Linked DNA regions of Zea mays: region 2 is linked to region 1. The links are chromatin contacts, called in public Hi-C maps. All regions are on one chromosome and are shown on one strand. Each heading gives the region's core, a stretch centred on a gene start, on an enhancer-like site or on the middle of the called end of the contact. The rest is flanking DNA. Distances are from core to core; before and after follow the strand shown. Region 1 holds the start of LOC542555 (elongation factor alpha 5). Region 2 has its middle 34 kb from the start of LOC100277324.

Region 1 (5,733 bases), core at 2,387-4,886:
CGCACTAACCTAGGATATAGCACATTTATGTCACTTTATGGTGCGCCATATATTTTTAATAAAAATTTGTAAAATAAAGCAATATTAGAGCTGTTTTTATTTGTTAAGCCCTATATTTTAAAACAGGACACTGTTGGAGATGCCCTAACTAGTATACATGTAAATATGAACTTGTTGTTTTTATATTGCTGTATAGTGATGAGTTTTCCGATGACGAATCAGATTAGAATTGGTTTCAGGTTTAGGTTATCACCCGAACCAGTATCGATTTTAGGTTTTGAGGCGGTCTCAGGTTGAGTTCATGTTTCAGGTCGGTTTTCAGACGGTTCAGGTTTTGATTTCATGTTTCGGATCAACATGAGTTCATGTTTCGGATCCACAGATTCCATCCGACGTAAACCATGTTTCGAATCAGTTTCAGGTTTCGAGGGATCCAAACTCCACCCGACCTAAACTCACCCTGTTGTCGACTTCATCATGTCATGTGTAGCGCATTGCAGTTAGATTTTTTTTTAACGAAAGACTTCATCATGTGTTGCAGCTACATTTTTTTTCTAACGAATATACAGCAGGTACTTTTTTGAACGGTTCTCCAGTATCAGAATCAGTGTTTCACGACAAAACTCAATCGAACTTCGTCACGTGATATTACATTGCAGCTACTGCTAATCCACTGGCAGAATTGCTGTTTTCGCTACAAGAAAACAATCAGATTTATCATGTCATATACAGAACTTGCAATTCAAGAGCACATATTCCTTCAAAGACACTGAGCTTCAGAATTTTGCCCAGACCCTCGATTCATAGGCATAGACGAACCCACAAATTAAATTTTTAGCGAGGGAACGATGTCATGGGCAAAATCCCAAATGTCCCCTTTAATATTAGAATCAACCCCGCAACAAAGACAACCTAGATTTTAAGATCAAGAAAAAAAGCAAGATTTTCATGTCAAGACAAATGACTCAGAAATGCGAACCCAATCCAGATGACCATGCAAGTCAACATGTCTCAAAATAACAGTATAGATACCCAAACAACAGACACAGGGCACACAACCAATAGATTTTAACAGATCGAAGTATACGGGCACAAGTACAAAATAAACGAGGGCACATGGGAGGACGCATCATTTCTTCTTTATTGCAGCCTTGGTCACCTTGGCACCAGTTGGGTCCTTCTTCTCCACGCTCTTGATGACTCCAACAGCAACCGTCTGCCTCATGTCACGGACAGCAAAACGACCCAGAGGAGGATACTGAGAGAAGGTCTCAACCACCATGGGCTTAGTGGGAATCATCTTCACCATACCGGCATCACCATTCTTCAGGAACTTGGGCTCCTTCTCAAGCTCCTTGCCAGACCGCCTATCGATCTTGGTTATGAGCTCAGCAAACTTGACAGCAATGTGGGAGGTGTGGCAGTCCAGCACTGGGGCATAGCCATTGCCAATCTGCCCAGGGTGGTTCATGATGATGACTTGGGAGGTGAAGCTAGCAGCCTCCTTGGCAGGGTCATCCTTAGAGTTGGAGGCCACGTACCCACGTTTGAGATCCTTCACAGCAACGTTCTTCACATTGAAGCCAACGTTGTCACCAGGAAGGGCCTCCTGGAGAGCCTCGTGGTGCATCTCAACAGACTTCACCTCAGTGGTCAGGCCAGTTGGACCGAAGGTGACAACCATTCCAGGCTTGATGACACCAGTCTCCACACGACCAACCGGAACAGTTCCAATACCACCAATCTTGTACACATCCTGGAGGGGCAGACGCAGGGGCTTGTCTGAAGGCCTCTTGGGCTCGGTGATCTGGTCAAGAGCCTCAAGCAGGGTTGGACCCTTGTACCAGTCAAGGTTGGTGGACCTCTCAATCATGTTGTCACCCTCAAAACCAGAGATAGGGACAAAGGCAATCTTGTCAGGGTTGTATCCAACCTTCTTGAGGTAGGATGAAACTTCCTTCACAATCTCATCGTAACGGGCCTTGGAATACTTGGGAGTGGTCGCATCCATCTAAAAATACAACACCAACGTAAAATAACATTAACATCATGGTTCTTAAAGCGGTAAGGTGAGACAAGGCGTTGGACCGCCGCCTGGACGCCTAGGCGGCACCTAGGCGAGTAAGGTGGGCATGGCGCCTAGACACATAGGCGACACCTTTAAAACACTGATTAACATTAGCTTGATTCTCCAGAGAAAGAGCATGGTATAAGCTTGGACCAGAACAATTGAATGTGAGACTTATATGAAAAATAGATAAAATCTTTCAGATACAGACCAGAGTAGCAAAGAAATGAAGGTTATAAAGTTAATTAGCTACTAAAAATGGAAGAAACAGAAGGTTAATGAAAGCTCTAGCGACTATTTTACTTGGCAAACTCTTTATACAACTCAAAACCTATTACATTAGCATCAAACTCTATATACATCTCACATACTAATATGCTAGAGTCTTAATTAATGAAGAGTGAAACAGTTATTCCTGATAGCATACCTTGTTGCAGCAGCAAATCATCTGCTTGACCCCAAGGGTGAAAGCAAGGAGAGCATGCTCACGGGTCTGGCCATCCTTAGAGATACCGGCCTCAAAACCACCAGTGGTGGAGTCAATGATCAGGACAGCACAGTCAGCCTGGGAGGTACCCGTGATCATGTTCTTGATGAAGTCGCGATGTCCAGGGGCATCAATGACAGTGCAGTAGTACTTGGTGGTCTCAAACTTCCACAGAGCGATATCAATGGTGATACCTCTCTCACGCTCAGCCTTGAGCTTGTCAAGCACCCAAGCGTACTTGAAGGACCGTTTGTTCATTTCAGCGGCTTCCTTCTCGAACCTCTCAATCACACGCTTGTCAATGCCTCCAAGCTTGTAGATCAGGTGGCCGGTGGTGGTTGACTTGCCAGAGTCGACATGGCCAATAACCACAATGTTGATGTGGGACTTCTCCTTACCCATGGCTGGAGGTGAAGCTTAAAACTGTTACACCGGATGAATCGATTATTAGAAACACCAGTAAAAATCACACAATACTAAAGGATCAGAATCTCGATCTGAAGTCGCAAACACAGTGATCAGCTTAGATATCGATCTGAAGTTGCAACCACTGTGACCAGCTTAGAAAAGGCCTGGTACACATTAGTAGGGTGGAAATAAAGCAGATCTACAGAGCAAACAATATAGTATAAGCAACCCTGGAAACATAAAACGAGCAAACTAAGTTTGTACGCAGAATTTAGATGACTAGTAAAACAAATTCAAAATTTTGACACTTTATAAACCAGGTAAGATATTTGGTCGTAACATGAGGTTGCAACTATTACTGCACATGAACTACAAAGACATAAAAAGCAGATACTACAGCAGCTATACACCTAAAAAAATTCGATCTGACACTTGATCCAGTCGAAACAAGATAGCAAGCAAGACCGCGCAGTAGCTATCATTAATCGCAAACAGACTAACCGAGGACAGACTACAGGGACAAGGCGACAGAGTACAACCTTGATCCAGTCTCTATCGCATCAAGCAGCTAATAAAAGAGTTCGAGCGAGGGAGAACGAAAACACGAGAAGAAATGCTACCTTACAACAGAGGCCAAAGCCTTGTGGAGGCGCAGAACAGCAGCCCGGAGCAGACGACGGCGACTCGGGGAAGAATGTGCTGCTGGCCTCTAGGGTTCGGGGCTTTTATATAAGTGCGTCGGCGTAGGCCGGCCAGCCCATCAATGGACTCTCGAATGGTGGCCCAGGGCCCATAAACGGAGCGATAGAGAGGCCTGTATATAAATGAGTCAATGAATGATGACATGTTTTATTTATTGGTGGCGTCGTATTTTGTAATTTTAGTCGTTAGAATTAAAAAACTATGATCTGTTTGATTCTATGGTCTATTTGTTTCACGGCTAACTATGTTTAAATTTTGTTTATGATTAGTCGGCCGAATTGAAAAACTTACCTTACTTAAAAAGGTTAAGCAAAGTGTAATAAGTTAGAAAGCAAATCAAACATGTTCTAATACCTTAGACAGAAAAGTTAGGTAAAGTATGATGAATTAGACAGCGAACCAAACATACCATATATATTATTATATATCTGAACTTTGCAAGTATATACTTTACATTAACACGTGAAACATGGCTTTAAATAAAACATGACCCACATGAGCGACTCTTGTACAGGCTTCAACGGATGCATCAGCCCGCCCCTCCTGTAGTTGTTTAGGGGCCTTGTATTGCTACAACGGTACTTGCTTAACCCTCCTCTCCCTGGTACTGTGTTGGTGGAAAGCACAAGCGCCAGGTGGCCCCTTCTCTCGATATTCGTGTGTTGACACCTTTTTCGGGTGCCAAACACTCAACAAGAACCGGCGGCGGTGCTCTCTGCACAGGCGCGGACGGTCCGCGACTAGGGACCGGACGGTCCGCGACCTGGAGCAGGGCAAAGGTTCCCTGCCTGACGGCCGGACGGTCCGCGCGTGCGCAGGGGGTGGCGAAGGTCGCCGGCGGCGCCTGGATCTCGCTCCCGGGAGGGACCCCGTCGGGGAGGAGAGATCCTAGGTGTTGTCTAGGCTCGGCAGGCCGACCTAGACTCCTCTAATCGACGTAGAGTCGAAGAGAGGCGGAGAATTTGGAGATTGAGAGGCTAAACTAGAACTAGACTAGAACTATTCCTAATGTGTAAGGTAAAAACGAGAAATAGACTTGATTTGTTCGATTGATGGGGGTTCAATCGGCCGTAGCCCTTCATCTATATAAAGGGGGAGGTCTGGATCCGCTTCCAACTGATTTCCGAGTTAATCCCGTGGTTTTAGGTAACCAATCCCGCGAGAAACTAGGAACCCTAACTGATTCTGCGCACGCGCGGACCGTCCGCGCCACCACCGCGGACAGTCCGGACCGCGGACCGTCCGGCCTCAGGGCCGGACCGTCCGCGAGACACATTTGGTGTCCAACATATGCCCCCCTGCCTTTTGGTGAAGGTTGACGAACCAAAAGCATATGAACTAAACCTGATGTAAGTCACCGGCTTTTCAATATTAAGATCATTTAATAAAGCACCAATGTATAAAGGCCGTTTCAGATCTTATCTTTCTCGGCCATGACCGTTTGATCACTGAATCAAAAGGAATAGAATGGAGGTGCCCCCCAGTATGGATAGACAAAGGGACTATACATGTACCATGGATTCAGCATCGTATCATTCCATGTTTGAACAGGATAATATACCGACGATGAGTAAACGGGTGGAAAGTACCCTGGTCTCATAGGATAAATAGGCGATGCTTGTTGTGTCGCCTTTCGGACCGTTTTGTTTACCTGTTTCGTTTTAGCAGATGACCGAGGTTTCTTCGTTGACCGATCACGTAGAACGGTCTTCTCGCTAGTATTCTTGGAGAGCAACTGATCATCATTAGAGTCAGCTTTGATCAGCCGACCATTTGTGCTTTGTCGTTGTGTCTCCTTCCCTTTTAAGATTTTGTGTGGAGGCTGACGTCTTTGGGCATAGGCGGATTGTCCGGCAGAGGTAGCCGAACTGTCTGTCTGAGCACCAAACCGCCCGCACGTAGGTGCCATACCGTCTGTGGTGTTCAGGCCAGGCTGTCGTGCTTGGCTCATTGATTGTGCCTGCCCCCCAGTGCCTCCGGACTTTTTAGCCTTATCGTCCGGAGCCTTTCGAACAATCTCCTTTTGTGATATATTCGACGTGCGAGGACTACCAATGATGATGTCTTT
Region 2 (5,733 bases), core at 2,233-4,732, 120 kb before region 1:
AACGCCTAAATTTTCGTGGGCCAAAAACCCACGAAAATAAGCGTAAACCGACGAAAATAGCTGTCGAAAATAAGTTCGACGAAAATAGGCAACTATTTCCGTCGGTACCGACGAAAACGACCTATTTTCGTCGGCTTCCCCAAGGCCGACGAAAATAGATGGTCGACTGAATATTTACGTCGGCCTCATACGATTCACTACGTTTAACGATTAAAACTAAACTCTAAAAATTAAACAATAACTCAGAGACAAATATGAATTTGAATTAAAGCAATCAACAGTTAAACTAATCACAACACGACAAGATGACTAATATAAATTAATGACCTCGGGGCCTCGGCGATTATACTTGCCTGATGGCGAAAATGCGGGCGGGGCGAGGCGGGCGACGGCGCAGCTGGGAGACCTTCGCGATGGAGCGGGCGGGCGGGGCGGCCGGCGACGGTGCGGCGCGCCTCGGCGGCGGGCGTGTGTGCGGCGACACGGCGCAGGGAGGCCGTCGCGACGCGGTGCAGCGCGCCTCCGGCGGGGCGACGACGCGGCGAGGGGCGGGCGGGGTGCCTCGGACGGCGGCCGTGCGGGCGGCGGCGCGGCGAGGGGCGGGCGGGGCGGCATGGGGCTCGGCAGGCGTGCAGGGGCGAGGGGCGCGGGGCGGGTGTGGCGGCGTGGGGCGCGACGTGGGGCGGCCGGGCCGGCTCGGGGCGCGCGGGCTAAGCGGGCGGCACGACGAGTGCTCTAGCTGCGGGCTAAGTGGGCGGCGAGGGCGGGCGAGGCGCGTGCGGCGGCGCGGCGAGGGCGGGCGAGCGGCGAAGGCGGCGCGGGATTGAAACCCGCGATTGAAACGAGCGATAAGGCCGAGGTGGATGATTTAGGGCCTCTATTTTCGTCGGCCTCAGTGAGGCCGACGAAAATAGTGGTCGGTCAATGAAGTATTTTCGTCGGTTTGGCCCCGGCCTACTAAAATACGGCTCATTTTCGTCGGCTTTGTGGCCGACGAAAATAATTTCCGTATTTTCGTGGGCCTGCCGACGAAAATATTGGTCGGCCCATGAAAATACGCCTCATTTTCGTCGGCATCGTGACCGACGAAAATAACTTCCATATTTTCGTGGGCCGGCCGACGAAAATATTCCGGCCCACGAAAATTTAGGCGTTTCCTATAGTGTTACTATGTCTATGATATGATAATACCGATGCTGCATACTTAAATGTTGATCCAATCTTTCATCGACGATCAAAACATATTGAGGTGTATTATTACGACTTTATGAGTGTGACTTCCTTATTCTGCTAGAGTTTGTTTTTCCAACTATAGACTGTAATCTTCATGCACATACTGCTATCAGGGTTAACGACAAACTATTTTTAAATTGAAAAAACGATTTTTTTTAATCTGGACGAGAAATCAGTTTACCCGACCGAGAAATCGGTTTTCGTTGGTTTTCAATTTTCCACCGGCTTGTATTTTCATTGTTTTTAACGAAAAATGTAGACTGTTTTTAAAATAAAAATAAATATAGGATATAACAGAAAACAAATATTTTTTATAATTTATTTTAAAAATTGAATTTCGGGCCGTTTTTTTAGAAGAATAGATGGAAACCGGACCGGTTTTCACGGTTTTTGAATCCCTAACTGCAATATAAACAATGATGCCACTCTGACGTGGGGAGAAGCCACTGTCATGTGGGTCTCCCGTGCGACAGGACCCATGCGCAGTGGCCAAACTGTCCTTACAGTATGTAGGAGGAACCGGTTCCGTGCTGCACGTATAGTATCTTCGGTATGTGTTCGTTGATTCTCATCTCAGTGACTCAGTGCACATATCTTCAGTAGAAGATGCACATGCATGTACAGCTGGAACAATGGTTCCAAAGATTGCCGACCCAGCTCCAAGATTTCGCGGCGAGCGGTGCCTGCCTACCTACCGTGACGGGCGCGCATGCACGCATGCCGATAAGGTAGCGCACGTCACTGACCGACCTCCTCGCCCTAGCGGAGTCGTGCTCGTGTGTGTCCCAGACTCCCAGTCTCCCTTTCAAAGCCTCGCACACACGACGCTAGTCGTACTGTGTACATACACATACACCACTTGCCCGAGAGTCGAAGGTGCCAAGCCAACGCAGGTGCAGATGGCGGCCGAGCACCACCTCCCGCCGGAGCACGCGGACCACCACAGAGGCGGGAGGAAGGGGGTCCGCGCCGACGACCTGAAGCCGGGCTGGTGGCGCCGCAGCCCCCGGTACAGCTACTACTACGGCGGGGGCGAGGGCGGGGGCGCGGTCCGCGCCCTCTGCTTCGCCGTCCTCGTCCTGCTCCTGGCCGCGGGGATCACCCTGCTGGTGCTCTACGTCGTGTACCGCCCGTCCCACCCCACCTTCGCCGTCACCTCGGCCGCCGTGCTGGCGCTGTACAACGCCACCGCCAACGTCGCCGCGGGCGCGGGCGCGGGCCCGGCGCCGGCCACCGCGCTGGCCGCGTCGTTCCAGTTCACGCTGGTGCTCGGCAACCCGAGCGGGCGGTCGGCGGCGCGGTACGACCGGCTGGCGGCGTACGTGGCGTACCGCGGGGAGGCCGTGACGGCGCCGACGCCCATGCCCCCGCTGGCGCAGGACGCCGGCACCGCCGTGGCGGCGGCGCCCGTGCTGGGGGCGGGCGTCGCGGCGCCCGTGCCCGTGTCGCCCGACGCCGCGGCGGCGCTGGCGGCGGACGTGGCCAACGCCGTGCTGCCGCTCCGGGTGGTGCTGCTCGGCCGCGTCCGGTTCGTGCACGAACCGTTCCACCGGGGGTGGCGCTCGCTCTACGCCCGCTGCGACCTCCTCATCGGCGTCCGCAAGATCGGGATCGGGAACGGCGGCGCCGCCGGCGGTGTGCCCCTGGCGCCGCTTCTTGGTGACCCGAGCTGCAACGTCGACATGTGAATGTGTGATGGATCCCGTCGTGTAGCAATCTACGTGCATGGTATATATGCGTGAATGTTCGTCTCTGCGTATGTGATCTGTGTATGCAAAGGCAAGATTACATGTACGACGCGCCAGAAACAAATAACGAGTGGTAATGTAATGCTTCATAGCAGTGGTATGCAGACTGCCAAGACCTTTCTATTCTGTCACTTATTAATATGCGTATATGTACATGTACATACTCGTGTACTTGCCACTCTGTTGACCTGGGAAAGATTGAGAAAAAAAAAGAACTGACGAATTGTGCCGCACTTGCAGGCCTGCTGCAGCAGCTACTTCCTACGACGGCGGACTTGTGCCGCTGTTGGCCAACCCAACGCACAGTCGGTGGTTTTTGGAGCTTCCCTTCCCTTCCGTAGGAACCTCAAATATGCGATGCGACTGTGAGTGTCACCGTGCGTCCGAGCCATGATGGCTCACCGAAAGAATAAACAGCGGCAGGTTCCCGGCCCATGCTGGAATCGTATTCAGGCTGGCCGATGGCCCAATCTGGACGGACGGGCGCCCATGAAAGAAAAGATGGAGGCCCAGCAGGCCGTTGGCAGACGCATTGCTCGCCAATCGCCATGGTGGTGGTGGGCTGGTGGCTCTGCGAGCCAGGGGACTGGGGAAGGAAGAAAGGGAAACTAGAGAACGACAAGCGAGCCCCACGCGTCACTCACTATAATTATAGATGTCCAATAAGCACGAGCCCCGCGAGCCCGGCACGAAGCCCATTGTTTAGGTTCGGTCCGAGCCCGGCACGGTCCGGTTCTATGCGGGCCCGGGCCGGGCCGGCACGAATAAGCGGGCCGGGCTCGGACAAGAAACTAGGCACGGCGGGCTAGCCCGGCACGGCCCGTTTAGCTCTAAGCCCGTTAAGCCCGCTTTTTTATACTAAAATGTGCTTACCGGCCCGCATAGCCCGCTTTTTTCATGCTAAACGGGTCGGCCCGGCCTGTTTAGGCCCGCTGCGGGCCAGGCTCGGATAGAAAATTGAGCCCGCGTGCCTAGACGACCAGGCCCGGTTTTCTAACTGTGCCTGGCGGGCCGGGCCCAAAACGGGTCGGGCTTCACCGGGCCCGAGCCGGACCGGGCCGGGCGGCCCATTTGGACATCTCTAACTATAACCCGAAAGGTGTTGAGAAACCCTAATGAAGGGTTATGTGGGCAAATACCGAATATGCCCCTGAGGGCGATCACGTCTCTATATATAGAACTTGTACCCCTCATATGGAATAGAGATCAGAAAGAAGCCAGAGGTCCAACCCTATATACAGTGTCTCGTGTGTTTCATCTAACGTGTTTATGGGAAGGGAGACGGGTTCTCTACATCTTCTTGCGCCTTTACTGCTAACGGGAGGGAAGGGAGCGGATCTGGTGATCCGTGATAACGTAGTTCTCAACACGTTATCAGCACGCTCTACCTCGACGTTATTGTGGGATCAGATCTGCGTCAACTCATCGTCAAGCCGGCAGGTCCTGGCCTAGCCGAACTGTCCTACGCGACAGCCCTCGATTCCTCTACGTAACCTAGTGGTATGAAATTTGAGATTGGATGTGTTATTTACTTTCCGATCTATGTTCGCGGAGAAAAATACGCTGGAAAAGAGAGTGCAGCAGATGCATGCGTGCATGCAGCGCTCCTTGATTGCCGAGTAAAAAAAAGTGGGCCCATTTCTTTAACTAAGCGTGCGGCTGAGAAAAACAAAAAAAAGAAACGGTTGCATGATGTCCTGTAGCAGCGGAGAAAGCAGTTGCATGCGTCCACTGCATGGCTGCATCTGCATGCAATACGATCTGAAAATGGCAGCTCAATAGAAAACGAAAAAGTGGATTAGATGTATTGTGCGCGTAGAAACAGATTCGTGGAAGGAGAGAAAAAAATAGGATCTTAATGTGCTTTACAATTTTTTTATAAATTGTGGTTGAATTTATACATGTTTTGAAAGCAGTTGCATGTGCCATACTATTTTATTCTATTTTCCTGCTGAACATAACAAATAGAATAAAATTTTGTTTTACATTGCAGTTTCTACCTTAATCAATTATTTCCCGCAGTAAATAATTAGTAGAAAAATATATGCTTGAATATGAGAAAATGCCTTTCATACACCTGATCTGCTTATGCTTTAATTCTACTATTATATTTCTGCTTTATTTCTCGTAGTAGATATTTAGCAGAAAATTATTAAAATGCATGTAAAGACTATATGGTGTATACGTGAACCGCTCTAAATATTTATGATGTGTTGAGCTTTTGGACTCACGTCGAGCGATTAAATTGTATAGTGGGTACTCAGACACGTCGATCAGACTACGTTATTAATCGATCGAGTTATGGCATTGGCTGAGCACTTGCTGCGCCCTGGCAACACGATGCAGTATTTGTGTCGTACGAACTTGGTTGTGTCATTTGATTGCTATGTCGCACTCTCGCTTAATCGGATCACTCTCGTTGAGTCGGACCGCCATCATCGAGTCACGTATTTTTCGCACGCCCTGTAGGCATTGTTTGTCTGTTGTGATCATCGAGCCACAATTGTACCTATTGTGCATGTTTTATGGACTTGTCATGTACCCCGACTATTGAGTCACAATTGCGCCTGTTGCGCTTGTTACGAAAGCTTGTTGTGTTGTCGTAGCCCAGATGGCCACACACGCGTTGACGCGAGATACACTAGAACTTGTACTCGCGTGGATTGTGATAGGTTGTTCAAGCCCCCTAAAGTCACATTATACGCAACCTTCGTAAACAATTTTATTTGTCTATATATTTTATTTGATTGTG

What was found. A called contact is a pair of places that touch in the nucleus more often than the background predicts.
Region 2: a contact with region 1 is called in a Hi-C map of leaf, with 4 times the contacts expected there. The contact joins the enhancer-like site here to the promoter of LOC542555 in region 1. A contact is called at or near these places in 6 of 25 Hi-C or Micro-C datasets (all in leaf).

What each region holds. Positions count from the first base shown.
Region 1 is chr6:148,460,691-148,466,423 of Zm-B73-REFERENCE-NAM-5.0, reverse strand. LOC542555 (elongation factor alpha 5) reads right to left here and starts at 3,636. Exons shown (of 3, transcript NM_001351749.1): 1 at 3,584-3,636; 2 at 2,496-2,978; 3 at 948-2,011. The coding sequence starts at 2,957. The coding sequence ends at 1,130.
Region 2 is chr6:148,583,895-148,589,627 of Zm-B73-REFERENCE-NAM-5.0, reverse strand. No RefSeq gene overlaps it. Among protein-coding and RNA genes, the nearest start is that of LOC100277324, 34 kb to the right of the region's middle. Within about 2 kb of position 3,482, at least 17 of the 20 cell types and tissues checked have an H3K27ac peak or open chromatin away from gene starts, as enhancers often do. A contact at or near this core is called in leaf, where this site is marked.